2 separate regions of the Macaca fascicularis genome follow, and region 2 is linked to region 1. A link is a contact called in public Hi-C data. All regions are on one chromosome and are shown on one strand. The core of a region is the stretch at or near the end of the contact, and the rest is flanking DNA. Distances in the headings are between cores, read along the strand shown.

Region 1 (4,571 bases), core at 1,229-3,728:
TGGCCAGGGAATTACTCTGGATTAAAGAAAGCTAAAGAAGTTCAGGAAAATAAGTAACATACATATATGACTTTGTATGTGTATTTAAAGAGGGAGTGCAGATACGGCAAAATATTAATGATTTGCTGAATCCGGGCAAAGGGTATGTGGGAGTTATCTTACTATTTTTGCAACTTGTCTATAATTTGAAATTATTTCCAAGCAAAAAGTAAAAAGGGGGCTGGGTGTGGTGGCTCACTCCTGTAATCCCAGCACTTTGGGAGTCTGAGGTAGGCGGATTACTTGAGGCCAGGAGCTCAAGACCAGCCTGGCCAACATGGCAAAACCCCATCTCTACTAAAAATACAAAAATTAGCCAGGCGCTGTGGCGCACACCTGTAGTCCCAGCTGCTTGGGAGGCTAAGGCAGAAGAATCGCTTGAACTGGGGAGGCAGAGGTTGCAGGGAGCCGAGATCATGCCATTACACTTCAGCCTGGGCAACAGTGCAAGACTCCCTCTCCCCTCCCCGCCAAAAAAAAAAGTAAAAAAGAACATGCTGTATGGAAAAACTCTAATGGACCGTTTTAACTAGAATTAAGGAGAGAAAGGAGGTTCTGGGTTAAGGTTATAGAGCTAGCACTACAGGGGAAATTAATTCATGTCTTATCCTTAAGTTATTATAACAAGCTGAAACTAAAGTACACAAAGTGCTTACCACAGGGTGTCACAGCTGTGGCAAATTTTATTAAAGCACAATCCAATTTTATTAAAATACAATTCAATGTTCATAACAGGTTGTATTAAGATAGGGAAGACTACGAAAATTTTAGGAAAGGAAAGCAGGAAGAAAAGGAGGGGAGGAAATTGCCAATGTGTTTAAAAATCTAATGAAACGTTTCAGTCATTTTGAGCTCATTGTTCTAAATATAAAAATGCATCCTATTCCAACTAGTTTGCCAGAACTTTTGGGCAGCAGGAAATGGACATTTTAATTTAAACAGACAGAGTCGTTTGAAAGGCTTTTAAAATGATTTTGTAATCGCAACCAGGAATTTTTCCTCTTCCATTTGGCCTGTCTTCATGGGGTGCTTTTCCACCTTTGATGTTGTTAAAACGAAGTACTGACACACTCAGAATCAAACCCCCAAATCGATGAATCATAAAGTAATAATTCAAGGTTTTTAAAACGATACCTACAACTGGATAGATTGCCTAAAAATCATTATTCATTTAAACTGGGTTACTTTAATGATACGTAAATTATACCTCTTTAAAACAGGCATATTTCCCCTGGGCGTGGTGGCTCAAGCCTGCAATCCCAGCACTTTGGGAGGCGGAGGCGGACGGATCACTTGAGGTCAGGAGTTCCAGACCAGCCTGGGTAACACAGCGGAAACCCCATCTCTACTAAATACAAAAACTAGCCAAGCGTAATAGCGCACCGCTGTAATCTCAGCTACTCCGGAGGCTGAGGCAGGAGAATCGCTTGAACCCGGAAGGCAGAGGTTGCTGTGAGCCGAGATCGCGTCACTGCACTCCAGCCCGGGCGAGACAGCAAGACTCCGACTCAAAAAAAAAAAAAAAGCAAAAAAAAAAAAAAAAAAAAAATTCCATTGTATTGTTCTTTACAAACATTCATTTAATTATGTAACCGCTAATTAATTGCTTGGTTGTTATAATAACCAATTATTTGATTATCTCATCATTTAAATTTTATTTTGCATATTTTCACAATGCACTTGATCTATTACTGAGTAATTTAATTAAATAATCATTCGAACGGTGGGCTCGAATTGTTTACGGATAAAGCTCGACGACCAAAGCCTAGCGACCGCTGTTCTGGAGCCCCTCGGCCCAGGGCCCGTGGCGGTTCTCTCCAAGGGACCATCTCGCCCCTCAGCCAAGTCGCCCCGAAAACGAGTGCCTCTGCCCCGCTCTGGCTCTGCACACAGGAACAGTCTGGTCGCTCAGCCACTTCCTCCTTCCAGCCTCATCTGGTTCCCAGGCCGCTGGGGACTCCCAACGCCACTACCCAAGGCTCTAGGGTCAGCAAGCGCTCCGGGCGGAGAAGGGCAAGGACGAAGAGCGCACGGCCACGACCCGGACCCCACCCACGCCCTCCGACTGCAGACATGGGGAAGACACGCAGGAACTCCAAAGTCGCTGGGTCTGCGCACGTGTGTGCCGCGATCCTGTGAAGGTCAAGGCCTCCCGTGAGACGGGGTCTTCCTGGAATGCGATGGTGAACTGCGCCAGATCGGCCCCTGGCCGGAAAGAGTTTGGAAGAAGACAAGGCAGGAGGCCTACCATTTCTAAGGCGCTCGTGCACAGGCGTGGCGCAACTAGAGGGGGCAATGGGAGCTTGCAGAGGAGGTGCTAGCTAGGAGGAAAGGCGCGTGCGCGGAGGAATGGCGCGTGCGCGGAGAGGCGGTGCGAGCCATGGGGAAAGGCGCGTGCGCAGAGGGGCGATGAGAGCTAGGAGGGGCAGCGCGTGCGCAGAGGAGCGGTGTGGCTTAGGAGGGGGCAATGTAAGCTAAGAGGAGTGTTGCGTTCGCGGAGATGTGAGTGGTGGGACCTGCGGCGGCTCCCATATGATGGTCACCCTCCTGGGCGCGACGACCCTAGTGCTGGTCACCTTGGCGCCATGGGTGTTGTCCGCAGCCGCAGGTGAGAGGCCGGGAGGAGAATCTCGGCGCAGGGCCGGAGGTAGGGCGAGCAGCTGGGCTACCGGGGCGGCGATGGTGTTGGGGGCGACAGACCCCCAACCCTCGATCCTCTTTGCCGCGGCAAAGATTAAACCCGACTTGGGCTCGAAAATCAATCAGGAGAAAGTGGTGTTCTGGGTCCTCTGTCGCCGCTTGCCTGTGACGCGTGTACCGGTCCTTGGGCGCGCCCGGGTCCCCATCCCCGTGAAGTGGCAGTGCCAGAGCCTTGTGTCGAGATTGCTTCTTTCCGGGAAAGTACTGCGGCTCAGCTGGCCTGTTTGATAATAAACAAAACATTTCCCGAAATGCATTTCCTCAATCTGGTAAAAACTAGGCGGCCAGTCCCACGGGGGAGTGAGCTAAGCGTGACCAGGATTTCTCTGCCCTCAGGATTCATACAGGCCAATAAGAAATGACAGTCGGAGTGACTGAGGCATAATTCTCAGTCCTCGAGGTTTACTAATCCTGCTTCAGGGCGCATCCGAGAAAAACATGAGCCACAGACACATCTGTGACTGGTTTTCCAGAGGTTTTCAGGAGGTGGGGCAGTGAGGCAGTGAGGCAGATAGTTCTGTGACACTTCAGTTAGTGCCCAAGAAATCTGTATTTTAAGATACCATGAGTGTGTTGAAGAGAAAAAGAGAGTAAAGGGAGTCCGTTATGCAGATGCCTCTGAGTAGGCGGAGTCTTGACTTTGTTTTGCACCTGAGAAGATAAGCTTGTAATTGACACTGTCAGTGTGGAAGGCCTGAATTAGTTTTTCAGGTTAACTTTGGAATGCCATTTGTTGAGAGGAGGGGTCCGTTCAGATGGTTGGGGGGCTTAGAATTTTATTTTTGGTTTACATAACTACCTACTTTTTCCCCAAAGAGATAATCATGTTCAAAACTCAATGAAATGTTTTCTCAGTGAGATAGTAATATTGCTCAGTCTTTCAGAAGTCATAAAAATATTCACACTTTTTAAACTAGTAAATGCAATTCTAGGACCCAGGACTAAGAAAACTGTCCAAAATATGGGAAGACGTTTTTATTTATACTTTTTTTTGTTTTGTTTTGAGAAGACAGCCTGTTGCCCAGGCTGGTGTGCAGAGGTGTGATCTCAGCTCACTGCAACCTCTGCCTCCTGGGTTCAGGTGATTCTCCTGCCTCAGCCTCTTGAGTAGCTGGAATTACAGGTGTACACCACCACATCTGGCTATTTTTTGTATTTTTAGTAGAGATGGGGTTTTGCCATGTTGGCCAGGCTGGTTTCGAACTCCTGACCTCAAACGATCCACTTCAGCCTCCCAAAGTGCTGGGATTACAGGCGTGAGCCACCGCACCCAGTCTGTTTATACTTTAGACTTTAGTTTTAGGAACTAGACTTAGGTTGTAGACTTGAAGTTACAGTTGGCATCCCCTTGTTTATGGGAAACCAGCAAAGAATTGACTCACGAATGATCTGTGGGGGTAGTCCTTCGCAGATGGCTGAGTCTTTTTATCTTTCCTTGGGGATTTGGCTGAAGCATTGTGCTAGTAACAGCCATTCATTTGGAAGAGGGTGTTGCAGTCACTTGGCCTGTGGGCTTAACTATCTTCCCTTTTGTGTAAGAAAGTTGGGAGAGGTCCTGAGATTTTTTTTTTTTTTTTTTTTTTTCCTTTTACAAAAATAGTAAAAGAAAAATACAAAGGCAGGGCGTCACCAGGCTAATTTGCTGAAATTCTTCATACTTGCCTGGGATGCATGGGGAAATGGCAACTATTATAAGGTTGATAAGAGACTGAGAGGTAATTTTGTAGTGAGGAGGGGTACCCAGAGAGAATCAGGGCTAGCATCCCAGTGCAGGAGTCCAGGTGGTCTGTGAGCCTGCGAGTGAGTTCAAAATACTTACCTGTTGTCTTAGG
Region 2 (4,571 bases), core at 721-3,220, 130 kb before region 1:
AAATCAGACGATGATCGAGTAGGTCCAAGGTGGGGCCCAAGATTCTGTATCCCTACCACATTCCCAGGTGATGCCGATGTAGCAAAGAGAGTCCCTTGAAGAGAGGCAGGGCACGGTGGCTCACGCCTATAATCCCAGCACTTTGGGAGGCTGAGGCAGGCTGATAGCTTGAGGCCAGGAGTTTGAGACACTCTCGGCAACATGGTGAAATCCAGTATCTACCAAAAAATACAAAAGTTTGCCAGGCGTAGTAGTGTACACCTGTAATCCCAGCTACTCAGGAGGCTAAGGCACGAGAATTGCTTGAACCCAGGAGGCAGAGGTTGCAGTGAGCAGAGAAAGAGAGAGAGAGATCGAGACAGAGAATCATTGAAGAGAGCTTGGATCCAGGTAAAAATAAAGAGCAGGACGCAACCAGAAATGTCTGTGGTTCTATTATATCACTGGACAGTGTAACAAAATGTAATGTTTTAAAAAATAGAAATTCTATATTCCTAAATCTTGAATAGATTCCTATTTCAGAAACCATTCATTCTGATGAGTCTCCCTTAGCTCTGAAAGAAAGGGGATAAAAACCAAATACAAGAATAATAAAAACCACCTCTCCGAGACGAATTGGAGAAAGGGTGCTAATCTCCCTGAGACAATGCCTACAACTGTATTTGATCAGGATGACAAGAAAAGCTTTAACTCATGCCTCGAGCAGAGCCACAAGACCTGCCTTTTTTGATGACCTTGAATTCTACAACACAGACTCCAAACCTCACATCTTGACAACTCTCACCATGAGAAAAGTAGGAAACTCTGTCTCACAGTCCCAAGTACTCACCATACCTCCTAAAATAAGTAAAAGCTTACTTAAAAAAAAAAATTTGCTTTCAGAGCAGAAAACTTCTAAAAGTTGAATTCTGATTCTGTACACACCTGCGGAGAGGTACTTGCCATGCCCACTATCCGATATGTTTCACTTTCTTTTTTTTTTTTTTTTTTTTTGAGACGGAGTCTCGCTCTGTCGCCCAGGCTGGAGTGCAGTGGCCGGATCTCAGCTCACTGCAAGCTCCGCCTCCCGGGTTCACGCCATTCTCCGGCCTCAGCCTCCCGAGTAGCTGGGACTACAGGCGCTGCCACCTCGCCCGGCTATTTTTTGTATTTCTTAGTAGAGATGGGGTTTCACCGTGTTAGCCAGGATGGTCTCGATCTCCTGACCTCGTGATCCGCCCATCTCGGCCTCCCAAAGTGCTGGGATTACAGGCTTGAGCCACCGCGCCCGGCCATGTTTCACTTTCATGAACCAGAAAAGGGGTTACAAATAGCTACCACAGAGTTACTGTCATTATCAGCCCGCAATCTGAGCAGCTGTTAAAAACCCACATTTTGTCTCAGTTGTAATCACTTAAACAAGTAACGCCTGCCTACAGTTCAAAAGAAGTTAGTATGGAATTAAATGCCATTCATACCAATTATGTTTCTTCTTTCAGATATATGGAAAAGGAAAATAAATTATCCATGAAATTGCAGATCTATGTAAAGATGCTTTTTGTAATAAAAGCCAAAACAACTTGAATCTGATGTGTGATTAGAAATAACAGACATTTGAAATTCAATAACTTAGTTCATTGACAATATCACCAGGTTAGGCATCGATAATTCATTCAGTTTTCTTTTAAAGATTATTAATTGCTTGATACCATTTAGGATCAGGAAACCCTTAGTGCAGTGAAAACTGTAAAAGTTTATCATCTGGGAGTCCCGTGTCTAGCCATGCCTCTGTCATGAATCTGTGGTGTGACTTCTGACAAGAGTTGTATCCCTCTGGATCTGTTTCCTTGGCTGGAAAGTGAGGAAATTGATCCAAAGATTACCTCGCAGATTCTCTCCAACTGACATTCTGTCATTTCCCACTCACTTTAAAATAGACTGTCAGCGACCCTACGCTTGTTTTCCTTGAGAAACAGCGCCACCTTCAGGTCATAATAACCACAAGAGAGCTGACCGTGAAGGTGCTTCTCCTGCAGGAGCGATTTGCCCTGATCCATACAAACCCTTCCCCCGCAGTCCTCTGGGATGCGGTTACACACTTGTGAGTCTGCCGCTGGGTTAAGATCAATGTGTATGGACATGGAGCCAAGCTGAGCTAACTGGCCCACAGGGGACAGATGCATGACCTTGGCCTAATTATCACAGCTCCAGCTAACAGTTCACCCACAGCAAAGCTCCTTGTGGAACCCTATAAAGAAGGAAAGGAAGCAAGGGATATGCTAGATGAACTAAAGTCTACAAAACAATGGTAAGGGACACACCTCTTCTCCAGGCAACTTCACTTAAGACAGTTTCCACCTGTTCTTATTTTAGCACGATATCTACTTGGATATACTTTTATTAAGACAAATTACATAGTGAACTCTTAAGTAAATATCAGATTTTTTTCACCCAGCAAATATTTATTAAGCAACCAACCACTTAATGCCAGCACCGTGCTAAAGGCTCTCCCAAAAGTACTTTTACTGAATTTCCACAACAACCCTTGTGAGAGAGGAATTCATATCTTCATTTTTCAACACAAGAAAATTGAGAATGAGAGAGGCCCACAAACAGCAGATCTGGCAAGAAGCTTGAATATGCAGACACAAACAGTCCACACAGTCCTCCTCTGAGGACATGACGCAACTGCTCCTTTTCAAGAGCTTATCACTCAGCACAGCGTGGCTCTACCAACTGCAATCCAGCAGCGCGGAGGCAAAGGCCACTGCGGAACTCAGTTTATTTCTCTGCAGTGTGATCTGGATGCAGAAAATGGCCCTATCTTTGCCAGCCATCCTCAGCCATACCTCCCTAACCCACTGATGGATGCCAGGCAGGGTAAGGGGGATAAGTTAATTTGTTCCTAAGTGTCTAAATAAGGATCCTTCTTACAAACAGTAGATATTTAAGGTTGTGCCTTTGATCACATCCCAACAGTCCCTAAATTCCATAGGCTTTATTGGTTGGGAAAGGGGCGGAGCAACTGTTAGCCCATGGGAATGCATCATATTTGGAAACATAATGTTTTCTGTGCATTACAGAGGAGAGAAGTGGGAAGTAGCGCCCAGTGCTGGAGGTACTCCAGATACCGGTGGTACCCTGTATATTTAACTCTTTCCCATACCTACATATGTGTAGACAACTCCGGTTGGTGAGATCAGGTTTTCAATTCTTTGTACCCCCCACTGCACTTTGCAAAATACTGGCACATAAATTTAAAGCTACTAAATATTTGCTGGTGTGTTAGAAAAAACACATAGTCTGCGTGCAGAAAACAGGAATTATACAAGCTAGCATGATCAGATATATTTGAGATGTCAGCTGAGTTACTCTAGGGCAGAGCCCAAGGACGAAGCTTGGCTGAGGGGTGATAGGGGAAGTGCCTTGGGACCTTTAGATTATGGGTGGAAGGAACAAAAGACCGATGCGGAACAAGACACTAGAGTTGGATTGACCCTTTGGGGAAGGAGAAGTTACGATATGATGTCTAAACCGCAAGGAAGATGCCAGAAAAAGAAAGAATAATATATTGTGTAAGCAAGCAATTTCTTAATTTTAAACATATTTTTATATTCAGGTGAAATTGTTTTATTCAAAGTTGAATGATCACTAAGTTGCAGCTAATCAGAAGTTGAAAAAGAAATGCTTGGCAGTTGGAATCCAGTTTTTGCACATAATCAGAGCTGGTACTGTCAGTTTCATGGTGTCTCAAAATCTAAGACTAACAAGGAAAAAGGGAACAGAGCCGGCCTTGTCACACCACCATAAAAGGGAGCAGAGGTGCAGAACTGTCCCCATGACATGTGTTCCCGAAAGAGTATCATGTAGCAAGCCTTAACAACAGCAGCAGTGGCTGAGCTAATCCTGGCTGGATCCCAGTAAGGCCCTTCTCAAGTCCCAGTAATGACGATGGTAGATTAACAATCTATTCTCAATGTGTCAATATCATCTGTGTTTCTACCCTGCTAGCCTCCTCTTTTCCTTCTTTCTATCCCACCCTCAATTAACCATGCCTCCTCTTACAATTTCTAGTCTGCAAGAGAGTAGGACAATAGAGAACCAAAAACTAGGGTAGAAACATAGAGGCTGCTATGGTTAGGGCTTGCTGCGTGATAGATAGGTTTGGTTTCACAGCAATAACCACAAGGCAGAAAGTGATGGAAAATTCAACATTCTAACTGCAATTCACCAAATTTTGTCTCCAGACTTGCGGTGTTTATAGTTTCAGCAACACAACTTGACTGCCAGGAGGAGAGTGAGGATAATAGCATGAATCCAACTGACAAGGAATATGTCTCCGAGAGCCGTGAACCATACCAGGAAGACATTTTTTGCTTATAAGAGCATATTTTCTTCTGGGCTCTTTCTAGGAGCAATAGACTAAGTTGAAGATATTTTATAAAAAGATACTAGGAAACTATTTTTTTATAATGACACACGGATATTCAGCTGTGTGGCTGTATCTTCCATCCTGGTTGATCCTTCTGCACTGGTTGGTACACAGTCACTTCCCTGAATGCCCTCACCTCAGTCTTCCCCACACTACCCTG

Evidence for each region. A called contact is a pair of places that touch in the nucleus more often than the background predicts.
Region 2: a contact with region 1 is called in a Hi-C map of liver, with 2.1 times the contacts expected there. The contact joins the enhancer-like site here to the promoter of IFNAR1 in region 1. A contact is called at or near these places in 2 of 2 Hi-C or Micro-C datasets (liver and skeletal muscle).

The regions. Positions count from the first base shown.
Region 1 is chr3:13,594,416-13,598,986 of T2T-MFA8v1.1, reverse strand. It overlaps IFNAR1 (interferon alpha and beta receptor subunit 1), which reads left to right and starts at 2,478. Exons shown (of 10, transcript XR_012432049.1): 1 at 2,478-2,647. It overlaps LOC141409806 (a long non-coding RNA gene), which reads right to left and starts at 1,468. Exons shown (of 2, transcript XR_012432050.1): 1 at 1,247-1,468.
Region 2 is chr3:13,725,415-13,729,985 of T2T-MFA8v1.1, reverse strand. No RefSeq gene overlaps it. Among named protein-coding and RNA genes, the nearest start is that of IFNAR2, 29 kb to the right of the region's middle. Within about 2 kb of position 1,970, at least 3 of the 6 cell types and tissues checked have an H3K27ac peak or open chromatin away from gene starts, as enhancers often do. A contact at or near this core is called in liver, where this site is marked.